2 separate regions of the Capra hircus genome follow, and region 1 is linked to region 2. A link is a contact called in public Hi-C data. All regions are on one chromosome and are shown on one strand. Each heading gives the region's core, a stretch centred on a gene start, on an enhancer-like site or on the middle of the called end of the contact. The rest is flanking DNA. Distances are from core to core; before and after follow the strand shown. Region 1 has its middle 89 kb from the start of AGR3. Region 2 holds the start of AHR (aryl hydrocarbon receptor).

The links. A called contact is a pair of places that touch in the nucleus more often than the background predicts.
Region 1: a contact with region 2 is called in a Hi-C map of blood, with 1.8 times the contacts expected there. The contact joins the enhancer-like site here to the promoter of AHR in region 2. A contact is called at or near these places in 2 of 5 Hi-C or Micro-C datasets (blood and liver).

Annotation. Positions count from the first base shown.
Region 1 is chr4:95,072,537-95,079,837 of ARS1.2, reverse strand. No RefSeq gene overlaps it. Among named protein-coding and RNA genes, the nearest start is that of AGR3, 89 kb to the left of the region's middle. Within about 2 kb of position 5,332, at least 1 of the 5 cell types and tissues checked has an H3K27ac peak or open chromatin away from gene starts, as enhancers often do.
Region 2 is chr4:94,721,388-94,727,855 of ARS1.2, reverse strand. AHR (aryl hydrocarbon receptor) reads left to right here and starts at 1,569. Exons shown (of 11, transcript XM_018047352.1): 1 at 1,569-2,254. The coding sequence starts at 2,190.

The sequences.
Region 1 (7,301 bases), core at 4,083-6,582, 350 kb before region 2:
TGTCTGTCCCCTCCTTTCTGTATTAACCACCAGTGTCTCAGTTAGATGCTTAGCCTCTTTTGCTTGGATTATTGCACAGACCGCATCCTGGCTTTGTATACCTGGGTTTGTATTCATCTTCCTTACTATTATTTCTGCCCATCTAATATTATTACTTCCTCAGTATAACTCCTCAATGACTTAATGTTCAGTTACACTCAAGAAGACATTGCTAACTCCAGAATCTGAGTTTCTAAGGACTCAGGCATACCATCTCCCGTTAGGAACCAGGGTTTTCTATTTCCTCACTTCCTAAATCCTGTTGAGTCCAGTTGATAATGTCTTCTTTATCATCTTTGCATCTCCAGGGGGCAGTAAGGCAATTTTCTTGATCTGAACATCTGCAACAGACTTCTGAGAGTGTTCTGCTCTAGGGCTGATTTTGTTTTCTTCTTCTTGTTGGTATTTGAAACTTAAAAAAGTAGTTGAACATTGAGGGGTAAGATAATCCAATTGTTCCCTACATATTGGAATATGATGTGAATTAATTTTATTTGAAGGTATATATTATTTAACTCCACTATAGTATTTAATTGTGAAATAATCAGATGTTTTCATTTGTATGACACTGAATTTCTTAAACATCAGTGAAATATCACTAACGCTTGTCATGATCACTAGTGTTATATGATGATATGGATAATTTTTTTCATCAATACTTAGGATTAGTCTGAAAATAGGCTTCACCTTAATAGAAATTCCATTTGTGCTAAAGACACTTTATGATTTATCAGCTGATTTTTTTTGTGAGTTTTGTCAGACCCTGGGTTTCTGAATACATTGTGTCATTAATGTAAACTTGAGGAACCTTATTTTGTCTTGTTTTGTTTTGATGATTCAAAATTAAGTTGCTTTTAGTCACAGGATTGCTGTAAATACAAACTTATGTCAGAAGAGGCCTTTTATTTACTTTTTGATTCAACTCAGCATGTTTATTTAATCTGCAATGATTCAGCTTACTGGCTGCTTTAGAAACTTGGAGAGTGTGTTCTCATGATGGCTGCATAAGTTGATGGCTTTGATCTGAACAGTAAAGGCATTTTTTTCTCCTACAAACTTGCCTTTGGAATTTTTCTTTATTTTCTGTTAGAAAAGTAGTATTGTTTGACTGTAGGGCCACTCATTTAGTTTAGATTTACACTTGCAAAATGAGAGGATTTTTTTTTTTTCCACTTAGTGATGCTTTTTGGTGCTTTCCAATGCAAAAAAATAGAGTCATTCCAGGCATTGACAAAAATCTGTGATTTGATTTTGTCTCTTGCTTGGACTTTCTGGTGGAGATACAAAAAGATGTTGATGTCATCTGTTAGAGAGGTCACCAAATAACCAGTGTATGAATCACTAAATCTATGTTAATTTCTTAGGATCCCTAATGAGAGAGGGATGACCAGCATGTATTCTTTCTTCAGGCAAGATGGACTTCCAGAGTCTTTCCCTCCCTCATCCATCTCTCCACCTCTATCACTCTGCATTTTCTTTTTAATGATTCTAAGTTGTCTCCAGCCTCTGTCCATCCTCCCTTTGCTTTGGGTGCTTCTTCCCTCTAAGTTTGTAATCATCCCCCAGGCGACTCTCAGCCTCAGTTCCATCCACTACTGCCGTGCATGCTTGTGCACCATCAGAACTGCTAGGTGCTGGGTGAACCAGTCCTCAGGTTTCATATCATTTGCTGTAACAAGCTCAGATCATGGCTGATCATAGGTAGGGACTGCTTTCCTTTGCTTCATTGAAATAGGATTCTTTGGAACCATGGCTTTTGAGCAAGTTCTTTGAAAAAAAAATAAAAGCATGGCGCCAAAAATGCACAGATCTGTAGGCTTGATCCTTTCTGATGTGGATGAATGATTAGTATTTCATATAGGTAAGCTCCTTTCAGATTCTAACACATTTAAATGAGGTTTCAGTCATGACCTGAATTTCATGGTTGGTTTTCACAGAAACCAGGTTGTGTTTTCTTTTTTAGTATGGAAAAGGAGTACATCAAGGCTGTATATTATCACCCTGCTTATTTAACTTCTATGCAGAGTACATCATGAGAAACGCTGGACTGGAAGAAACACAAACTGGAATCAAGATTGCTGGGGGAAATATCAATAACCTCAGATATGCAGATGACACCACCCTTATGGCAGAAAGTGAAGAGGAACTAAAAAGCCTCTTGATGAAAGTGGAAGTGGAGAGTGAAAAAGTTGGCTTAAAGCTCAACATTCAAAAAACGAAGATCATGGCATCCGGTCCCATCACTTCATGGGAAATAGATGGGGAAACAGTGGAAACAGTGTCAGATTTTATTTTTTATGGCTCCAAAATCACTGCAGATGGTGACTGCAGCCATGAAATTAAAACACGCTTACTCCTTGGAAGAAAAAGTTATGACCAACCTAGATAGCATATTCAAAAGCAGAGACATTACTTGGCCGACTAAGGTCCATCTAGTCAAGGCTATGGTTTTTCCTGTGGTCATGTATGGATGTGAGAGTTGGACTGTGAAGAAGGCTGAGCGCTGAAGAATTGATGCTTTTGAACTGTGGTGTTGGAGAAGATTCTTGAGAGTCCCTTGGACTGCAAGGAGATCCAGCCAGTGCATTCTGAAGGAGAATAGCCCTGGGTGTTCTTTGGAAGGACTAATGCTAAAGCTGAAACTCCAGTACTTTGGCCACGTCATGCGAAGAGTTGACTCATTGGAAAAGACCCTGATGCTGGGAGGGATTGGGGGCAGGAGGAGAAGGGGACGCCAGAGGATGAGATGGCTGGATGGCATCACGGACTCGATGGACATGAGTCTGAGTGAACTCCGGGAGTTGGTGATGGACAGGGAGGCCAGGCATGCTGCGATTCATGGGGTCACAAAGAGTTGGACACGACTGAGTGACTGAACTGAACTGAACTGAATCTGCTTTTTGCTTTTTATTGATTGAAATCAGATGCTTTACAAGATAAAACCCAAGTTACATCTAATACCTAAAGAAGCAAGTATCCCAGAACCTCAGTGTTGGGAGGGTCTGTGCCTTCTGTGCACAAATGTCATCTTGTGAATGTCCCTCGAAGAAACATTCTATGTCCAGTGTGTCCTGGTCATGATGCCTTTGCACAGATGTATCAGATTTCTTTCCTACTCACCTGATGCTTGTCTCCCTGGAATATTCATCCCTTGGTTTTGGTTCTGATTCTGCTTCCGAGTTCTTACTCACCTCTTTGAGTGTTTTGAGAAAGCTGTCACATGTTGCTCGGGCTTCGTTTTAGGCTTTCTGTTGCCAGTTCTTTCAGCTCTTCTTCCTATGACATGATTTCAAGGCCATTCATCTCTTAGCTGTTCAGTTTTTTATTTTGTCTCTAATCCTACTTAAATGTGTGGTTTTGATATTGCAGCTGAACAATGAATTCAGCTTGGAATGTGTTGTAGACACAGCATCATATTAGTTCCTATTAAAATTGGGATATAAAACTTTGAATTTTTAAATAGATACTGCTAAGTCAGTTTCTGCTCCCCTTTTCTGTTTGCTTGTTCTGGACCTCACATCAGCATGCTATGTTCATCTGTGCTATGTCTTCTTAGAGAGAGCCCATTATTTAAATAATTTGAATTCTAAATCTATAATCCGGTGGGTCTCTTGACTTCTCGTTGCCTCTGTGCTTAGTCAGTGGACCTTCTGTGGCTTCATCAAAAGCACTGATAAAAAGTCAGAGAGGCCACAGAGGAATCCCTTGTGAATTGCCTGCAGAAATTTCTCTGTAGATTGATGACTGCTTTTTGATCAGAACAATTCATAAGTTCTAATCAGTTAAAAATTCACCTACTTATCTGAACACTCAGCCCAATTTTTCCACCTTTTTCAACAGAATGTTATGAAACATCTCAATCAAACTCTTGCTGAAAAGGCCATGGGTTGCACTTCTTTATCGAAGAGGAAAATAAAGATAATTCTTTATAAATGGTTTTTAGTAATTCTGCCGTGCATTTCAGTTACCACATCTTCCCTGTCCATTATTTAAATAATCTGTCCTGGAATCTTGTCATGCAAAGATACTATTTCTAAGTTATCTCCCCTTTTGGAAAAACCAGAATTAGAATGAATTTCTCACATCCAACTTCTGTGTGTCTTTCTGTAATTCATGATTATTAAATTATCATATCTCACTTTCAAACTCTTAGTTACCCTAGCAGGGTTTGCCCTGCTGTGATATTTAATTAATTTGGAGTCGTCACATAATTGTGTAAGTCCTTCTAGGGCAGGGGTCTAAACACCAGAGCCTTGGTCACAAAGCACCGTTTGCTGTATTGAACAAACGAATCTCTTTCCTTAGCTTACCAAAGTTGATTCACATTTTTAAATCAGAAGATTGTTTTACATCCTGCAGTTGGCTGTGAATAACAGAAAACACAAAATCACAGCATCTTCAACAAAATAGAGGTACAGGTGGTTCCTAGTGAGCAGAAATCCAGCTCTTCTTCTCTTTCTGCACTATTGTTCTCATACTTGGTTTTCAGCCTCAAAGGTCCAACAAGCTGCTGGAGCTCCATCCATCACCTCCATCTTCCAGTTAGCTAGAAGTAGGAGGGGCAAGGTAACTTACTGCTGAACCAGCTTTCTTTAAATAATTGACTTATTCATGTTTGCTAGAATTTTGTTAAATGGCCACACATAGCTGTAAGGTGGCTGAAAGTAGTCACTGATTGGGTGCATTCCAACCCCAGTGAAAGTTGATTTCTGTTACTTGGGAGATGAGACCAGCCTTTGGCTGGCAATCAGTTATTCTCTGCTAAAATTAAGAGAGACAAGAGACTAAATAGAAATTCAGGAATTCCTTCTTTAGGTCCTTCAGAAAAACATTTGTCTTCAGAAATCAGTCTGGTATCATTGACCACCTTTGTGCTTTAGACATGAGTATAGTGCCTTTCACTGACTACAGAAGTTTATAAACATCTTCCATCTTGAAAGTCAGCCTTCTTAACATGCTTTTGTGTTTGTTTTTGTTGATGTTTCTCTGTACCCATCCTGGGTTCTTCGGCTTCCTCCTCCTACTAGCCCTCTTTTGCGGTTTGCAGTTACTCAGAGCAGCATTTTCTTCTGCCTTTCCACCCATGTTGAGTCACATTCATGTCCAGATGCTTAGGTCATGGAGTTATGAGCCTTTTTCCTCTTTAGTTTTGAAGAGGTGTCTTCCGTTAGGTTTCCAAAGAATGCGTCTAACTGGTAAGTGCTGGTCTTTTCCTGCCGGCCTCTTGCCCGATTTCCCACCAATGCGATTTGACTGGGGCTCCCCTCGCCTTCTGTGAGGGCCGGGCATGCCCTGCCCGCCCAGCCCCCGGTCTGGTCAGTGTGTTCTCTCTTCCTGTTCACAGTGATGGCTTCATGAGTGGGCTGGTGATCCAACGTATGTCTTTTTAGTGAATCTGCTGCAGGGAGTCCTGCCTCTCTTTTTGAGGTCATTAAGAGCCACCTTCAACCCCACATGGAGAGAAAGCCTGTCTGGGAATGGAGCCAACACGGAGGAAACCACAGCATATAGAGGGATGGCGTGAGCTATTTGAGGACAGAGCCTGAATCTACCCTGCCTAATTCCAGTACCACTCCTGACTTTCGTGTTATATAAGTCAGTAAAAATCCTTTCCTCTATGAGCCAAATTGAGTTAATTTATGCAACTTATGTACCTAAGTGAGTCCTCATCAGGTCAGTTGGTAATCTCTTCTGGGCTGTTGTTCATTCCACTGCTACTACTAAGTCACTTCAGTCGTGTCCGACTCTGTGCGACCCCATAGATGGCAGCCCACCAGGCTCCCCGTTCCTGGGATTCTCCAGGGAAGAACACTGGAGTGCGTTGCCCTTTCCTTCTCCAATGCATGAAAGTGAAAAGTGAAAGTGATGTCGCTCAGTTGTATCCGGCTCTTAGCGACCCCATGGACTGCAGCCTACCAGGCTCCTCCATCCATGGGATTTTCCAGGCAAGAGTACTGGAGTGGGGTGCCATTGCCTTCTCCAGTTCATTCCACTAGGCAGCCACTTTTTTCTTATTTGTTAAAGTGTGCCAGTTTTATATCATGCAGATGACCCTGCATGTATTAGTTGTGTTACATAAAGTGGATATGAAATAATTATACATTAAAACCTCCAATCTTTCAGTGTCTGTTTAATGATGCTACTGAGAAATGTCAGCTTCCGAGTTTATATGAAATAAAGGGATCGGTTTCAACTTGGACTCAATCTCACCAGGTTCTCTGCTGAACTCTCTTTATCTCAGCACTTAAAAGAACACAGAGGCAACCAACCAGAACATGGGGCTGTGGAGAAAGTAGAAAGAGGCACAAATTAAGTGCATTCCAGAGACCAGTTGGGAGCCGACAGCGTTCAGAGTGTTTTGAAGGAAACTAAAACCTCTTAAGAAATCAGTTAATGACGTCTCAGTTCCCTAGGCTTGAACTTTGAGCAACTACGAATTTTCCAAGGTTAAATAAAGACCCGGATATGATTAAGCCACCATTTCAACCTAGAATGGCAAGGGACACGGGGAAAGGGAAGCAAAACTAGCGTTTGTTGAGGATCAGTGATGTGCAAGGCATGGCCCACATTCCTTTTATGCAGAACTTGATACCAAGAAGAAAGAAGGCAGAGGCATTTTCAAAGTCATAACTGTCTAAAGAAATTGGGAAGACAGTGCCTGGTACCTAGGAAATATTGAGTAACTTATAGCAACTGTGGTGATGGTGGCGATATACAGATGTCTGGGTAAGGTAAGCCATCCCACGGCACTGAGGTTGGGTTTTTGGCACTCTGAATGAGATACCAAGTCCACAGTGTCCCTTGGGTTTGTAATTGAGCAAGATAAAATACCTATCGTCTTCTGGGTGTAAATATTAAAATGCTGATTCCTAAGGCCACAGAGCTAGTAAATCAAAATCCTTAAAGGTAGAGCCTGGTCAGATGTATTTTTAATAAGCTCGCTAGGAGGCTCTTGATGCCCATTAAGATGTGAGAATCTTGGCTTCAGGGGTGACATGGGGGATAGGGTGGGATAATATTAATTTTAAATAATAACTAGTATTAGGTTAGTTGGTAATTCACTAACTTTCAAATTGATTTGGAAGATTTTCGAATGTAGCATCACCAGACACTAATTTCAGAATGGTTTCAATAACAGTAACTTAAAAAAACATTTTCAAGTATGACAAAAATTTTCTGCAAGGGAAATAGTCTCTGTCTACTAAATAGCCATAACTGTGAGGCAAACATACTTTATTTCTAATATATGCCAAAGCTTCGGT
Region 2 (6,468 bases), core at 320-2,819:
TTACAATATCCCTTGAGAGCATGGTGGTGGTTTAGTCGCTAACTTGTGTCCGACTCTGTGTGACCCCATGGACTGTGGCCCACCAGGCTCCTCTGTCCATGTGATTTTCCAGGCAAGAATACAGGAGTGAGTTGCCATTTCCTTCTTCAGGGGGTCTTCCCCACCCAGGAATCGAACCCAGGTCTCCCTCCTTGCAGGCAGATTCTGTACCAACTGAGCTAGGAGGGAAGCACACCATATTTGGATAGGAATCTCAAATGATAAAGCATTTGAGTTGGGCATTTTTTGTTATTATTGAAGAATAACGTGGCAGAAGATGAATTAGGGATGTTGCAATACACAAAATTTAATAGTATTTGTTGGAATATTTAGATGTAAGTTGTAGAAGAGTTGAAGATATTTCATAGGGTTGATAGGATAATGGTTGAGTATATGACAGTGAGGTTTCAGCTAAAGAAAACAATGTTCAATTTATTGATGTTCTGAATGTGAGGTAACAAACTCACCGGATGGAAATGTCTTGATGACATTTTGAAATGTAGGAATGGACATGGTGCAAGTTTTCATCTAGACTTCTTAGTCTGATTGCCCTTCTCCTGACAAGCAAAACACACTCCTGTGTTTACTTTTCCGGGTAAAGGCACAGGAGGAGTTAGAAATGTTGGAGGTACTTGAGATTGCTCTCTCTTGTTTGTCTATTTCCTTATTATCTGCTCTTTTTCCCCTCCATCCCACTGTCACTTCCCTGGACTTTCACCTGGACTACTTCAACAACTCGAACTACTCTCTCTGCATCCAGTCTTTTTCTCCTGTAATCCAGCTTGCACTGTCATTTAAAACTTCCAAAACACTAGAATGTCTCTTGTCTGCTGTGGATCCTTCAAAGGTTTCCACTGACTGCAGAATAAAATGTGGACTCTTGATCAGGCTTTATGATTTGACCCTAGATTCCTGGATTTCACTTCCAGCTTCTCTCTCTCCAGCTATACCAGACTGCTTATTCTCAAATGCCTCCTGCTGCCTGCCTTCTCACCTTCCTGAAATCTGACTGTAGTTTAACAGTTATTCTGACTGGGGAAAAGATACTATACTGTCTTGTACGGAGACAAAAATCAAACTCAAAACAAAAAGACAAGAAAAATGCCTAGCCTTCAAGTTCAACTGAGATGTGGCCTCCTGAAGCCTTCGCCTCTAGGAAGATTTATAGTTCCACAGGTTATCTGCCAGCTCACTGTAATGCTTAGCCAAAAGTTAGCTGACTCACTGTCTCTTGCAAAGGTGAATTTAAGCTCACTACTTGGCATTTCTTTCCTTGAGGTTGTCTGATTACAAAGACTTTGGCTACACATAATTTGTTGTCACATGTCTTTATGGACTCGAAATGTGTCCACAGATTCCTCCCCTTGACCTCAAGAAGATGGCTACTGGAGAGGGTGGGGGTCACTACGCCTTACGTCATCACGTGCCGGGAGGGTGGGGCCCTCAAGGGAAATATAGCGAAGGGCGGGGCCAAGTAGGATGGGGCGGGGCTACGAGAGGCGGGGCGGGGCTGGAGAGGGGTCGGGGGCGCTTCTGCTATTCAGCCGGTGCAAGCAGCAGCGGGAGGCATCGCAGGGCGAGTCCACTTGACGCTAGGTTCTGAAAGCGTGACTGGGACCACCGGCTCAGACCAGAGGTAGCCGCATAGCCGAGCGGAAGCTGGTGGCACCCGGAGCGGCGGCCGGAGTCCGAGCTCCGCAGGCGGGAAGCACCCGGGATCGGGGAAATCCCGGGAGCAGCGCAGCGCGGCGGCGCCTCCCTCACCCAAGGGGCCGCAGCGACGGTCACGGGGCGCGCCGCCACAGCGAGCGACCCAGGCCGGGATTTCAAACAGACAGCCCAGGCTCCTCCTCCATTCGCGCCGCCTCACCTGCGGGCAGCGCGGCGCCGCCTCAGCTGGTACAGACGGCACCTGCGCCTCCAGCCTCCCCGGTCTCCGCCCCTCGCCCCCCGGCGCCAGGCCCGGGCCGCGCACCTGGACGTGCGGGGCTGCAGAAGCCCTGCGGCTCCTGGGGTGCTGTGTCTCCGCCATCGCCCCGGGAGGGCGCAGGTGGAGCAGCCGCGGTTAAGTGCAACCCCGTCCCAGTTGCCGCCGGGTCCCGGGGACAGGGCCGTCCGCGCCCGGGAGGAGCCGCAGCCAGCCAGGCACCATGAACAGCAGCAGCGCTAACATCACCTACGCCAGTCGTAAGCGGCGGAAGCCGGTGCAGAAAACGTGAGTCTCCGGAGCCTGTCCTCTGTGCGGTGGGGAGGTGGGCGCTCAGGCGCGGGACACTGCCGCACCCCGCCCCCAAATCCCCGAGGCCAGGGGATTAGGTCCCTTCCCTGTGCAGTCTGTGGAATCGAGATCTGGAGGCCGGTCGAGAACCCCAGGCCTTGGATTTTTCCGTGATTAATGATTGCATTTTAAAAATTGTGGCCCCCGTTCTCTGCCCCCCCCCCCCGCAACCCCTTCTCCAGAGCACCCTTTCACACCTCCAGCCATTTGCAGCGCTGTTCACTGTGCTGTGGTCCTAATTTGTTGACAGCTCTCCTCTGCCCTGTGGGGCTGGTGGATTAGTTAACCTAAACCCGTCTTGAAATCCCCTTTCACATTTAATATCCTCCTCTGTTAGGTTAGAGGACGGTCACCATTCTTACTCCTGGTAGGGCGAGATGCTTTAAATAGCTAAACACGTGCTGTGTGCAAGAAAGGGGCTGAGTGCCTCTGAAGGTATTTTTTGGTTGCCTGAAACTGGCTTTCTGTTATACTCTTATTTACTTATTTGGCAGTAATTTTGTAGCGCTCAGCGTGAACATATCAATAAAATGTATAGAGGTGATAGCAGCTTGGAGTGAGTGTAGTAGCCAGGATACAGTAGAAGATTTGTATTTTAAGTCATCTTTTGGGGGAGATTTATCACTTTGGAAGTGGTTTTAGGGTCTGCAAATGATTTGGAGATGGAATTATTGAAACAGACATTTTCATTCTTAGCATCATTCTCTTAATTCCCTTTTCCCTCTACTTCAAAGTTTGGTCAATTCTGATAAAGTACAAACTTAGGTTTGTTTGTTTTGGTGGGATATTTATGTGATTATGGCAAATACTTTAATTTTTTTCAGAAAAAAAAAAAGCAAAATCCATGCTTAACACAGATTTACTTTTGCGAGTTGGCAGTGTTCATGTGTTTATTCCTAATTATTATCCTTGAGTTATTTTACTTCACATTTTTCAAACTTTCATAAACAATTTTAAGAACACTTTAAACGGTTACTCAGAACAAATCAGAAGTGTGCATGTGGCTTAAGACTAAATTTAGGTCACTAATCCAAACCAGAAAAATAGCAGTTTAAAATTAATATTAAAGACCAGTTTAAAGGTTTCAGTATTCTGGGGTTTTAATTTCCTTTTAGAATTTCAGTGATTGCAGCCCTTCAGATTTAGACTTGGCATCAACAGAGGATATTCATCTATAAATAGACTGATTAAAATTTGGAAGACTTATCCTGCAGCGTGGTTGACATTAGGAATACTGTCAAGTCAGCAGTTTTTGTCTTGGCAATTCTGTTGACATTGGTTTACAATACTTGTGTTTTATAGAATGGTTTCTTATAAAAAATGTGCTTGTCTAATTTGACTTGGTCCTTGATGGTTATTTAAAATTGAAAGGCATCACAGACATCTCTGTGTATCTTAGTTAATACAATAGTACACTTGACATAATGTATAATATATATATGTATATCATAGGTTTTATTTGTATAGTTAGAAAATCTGAGAATTTTTAAGTTATTGCATTTCAGGAAGTATGTTACACAGGACCTAGGTGACTTCAATGAAATGCTTTAATTTTTGTATTCATTTTAAAGTTTAACATTTGGGGCTTCTTGTTAACATTTTATTAAAGATTTTCCCTTTAAATATATTATTGCACATTTTCTTTTTTTTAAGGATGTACCTTTTTATTATTAGCAATTAAATATGCTTTCTAAGACTTTAATATGTTTGTGTTTAATCTCTCCTGTAATACAACCAAAGTATTTCCACATTCACCCTTATTTTATTTAGTTAGTAGAGATGTTTATCAGATCTTTACTGAGCATCATGCATGGCTTCTAATCCTACGAACGCCTTAAAATGTCAGTGCTCCATAAGAAAAGCCTAGTGCTGACATTTACAGAATCACGGGAAGTTGTTCATAAATTGTTTTTAACTGAATGAAAAATGATGAACTTAAAATGCAGTTAGAGTCCATTTTAAGAATGGAGCCATAAACCCAGTATTTTAATGTTTTTTAAGTTAAATTGCTAGTTTATAACTAATAGACACTCTAATATGTTGGTATATTGTCTGAAAAATTCATCTTGTTTGAGCTGAAAATGATATTAAGATCTGTTTAACTTTGACCTTGTAAGTGAGCCTCTGTATTTTACTTAGAAGAAAATACGTTGTAACATAATCATAGAACTATTAATAAAATGACCATTAAATACAGAATTCTATAAAATTTTGGAATCAAATGGGTGACATCATTTTAACCTGAAAATCTCCCTGTCTTCAATGGTATTTATTAAACAAGATAAACTCCCCCTAGTGGTGAAGTCCAACATTCAAAGTTATCATTATTGATAGCACAAAATGATTTTAAACGTGTTCAGTTTAATCCTACTAAAGTATCTTGTGCATAGTAGACACTCAATAAATGTTTCCTTTCTTTTTAGGGTAATGAAGGGTAGAAAATTAAAGGACCTGAAGCAGCCCTGAATCCAATCTATGTTCCTAAAGAGATTTTCAAAGATATCTTAGGAATAGGTTCTACTCTGTTTCCTTAAATGTTCCTTAAAATAACCCTGCTCCAAAAAAAAAAAAACAACCAAAACCTTAAATTAAGAAAAAGCAATCTTTTTACTTAAACCCTCCTCTTCTTTTATCAATATTTTTCTTTGGTGGTGAAGGACCTGTTATTTATTTCTTTAATTACTTTGCATCATGAAGATAGATGAAAAACACAGTACTGAATTAGAGTCTGAATTCCCCCCCACCAATGAAAATAACTTTGGATGTGTTTTTGTAGTTTTTAAGCTTTATTAATACATAAAAAGTTTTAGTGGTACTTCAGTTTACCATTTCTGCAGAAAATTAGTGCTGAATGTTGGCAAATAATAGGTGTTGATTAAATAAAATCTACACCTGAAAATGATATCAACAGTAGTGATGATCAAACCAGCTATCATGAAGTGTCAGAATTAGAAATAACTCTCAGTCTTTAGGTGACCCTTTAACTTTGGTAACACACTAATAACAGTAATAGAAAAGCAGTGTCTTCCTTGCTGTGTTTACGAAATTGCTATTCATTCTATCTAAACTAAATGAATCTCAGTTATATTGATGCCTACTTAGTTGAATAAAATTTTGCAATGTTTTCTTGAAAATGTTAGTTATAAGTGTACTATGATACAATTACCTAAGTAGCTTTAAAAAAAAAAAAGTCTTTTTAGTTACATACTTATTTCTCCACTGTTGTTTTTCATTCAAGTAGTTTCCTTCAGATAGTTTACACGTAGTGGCTGTAGAGGCTCTTAGATGTTGGAACTATGAAATAAATGAATGAAAGTGATTAGCTATAGGTAACCTGTTAAAGGAGAAGGAAATGGCAATCCACTCCTGTATTCTTGCCTAGAGAATCCTGTGGACAGAGGAGCTTGGTGGGCTGCTGTGCATAGGGTCGCACAGAGTTGGACACGACTGAAGCGACTTAGCATGCATTGGAGAAGGAAATGGTAACCCACTCCAGTGTTCTTGCCTGGAGAATCCCAGGGACGGGGGAGCCTGGTGGGCTGCCGTGTATGGGGTCGCACAGAGTCGGACATGACTGAAGTGACTTAGTAGCAGCAGCAGCAATCTATTCAAAATAAATGATGGAAAGAGGAAACAGTGAGATATAGGTTGAAAAACACTAGTTCTAAACTAAAAGGTGCAGTCTGGTTTCCTTGCTTTTGTTGATCCGAGCAAGTGGTTGATCAATAAGGCAGGGCAGTCCACACCTACACTGCCACTCTCACAACTAAAATTAGCAGGAGAAAAGTGTTTTATAATCTGTAAAGGCTGCTAATGATAGAGATGAAACAGAAACTCTTAAATTTCATTCGTAAATACTTTTAGCCTACACTGTCACAGAATGACCATTTCTCCTGTGAAACAGTAAGAGGCAGTCTACGAATATGTTCTCAATTGTGGGTGATGACATGTGGTACTCCACTAGTGAAAAACTTAACATAGTACGTGCTTATTGATGCACATAATTAAGACAGTTGCTTAGAAGTTAATACCATCAGATCTTTGACACCAGTACCTTTCTATTTCTATGCTTCTTTTAAAATTGATTTTTTTTGCATACTGGTTTAATGTAACAAAAAACTACTCTTTGTTAGTGTTTACTGTGACGCAGG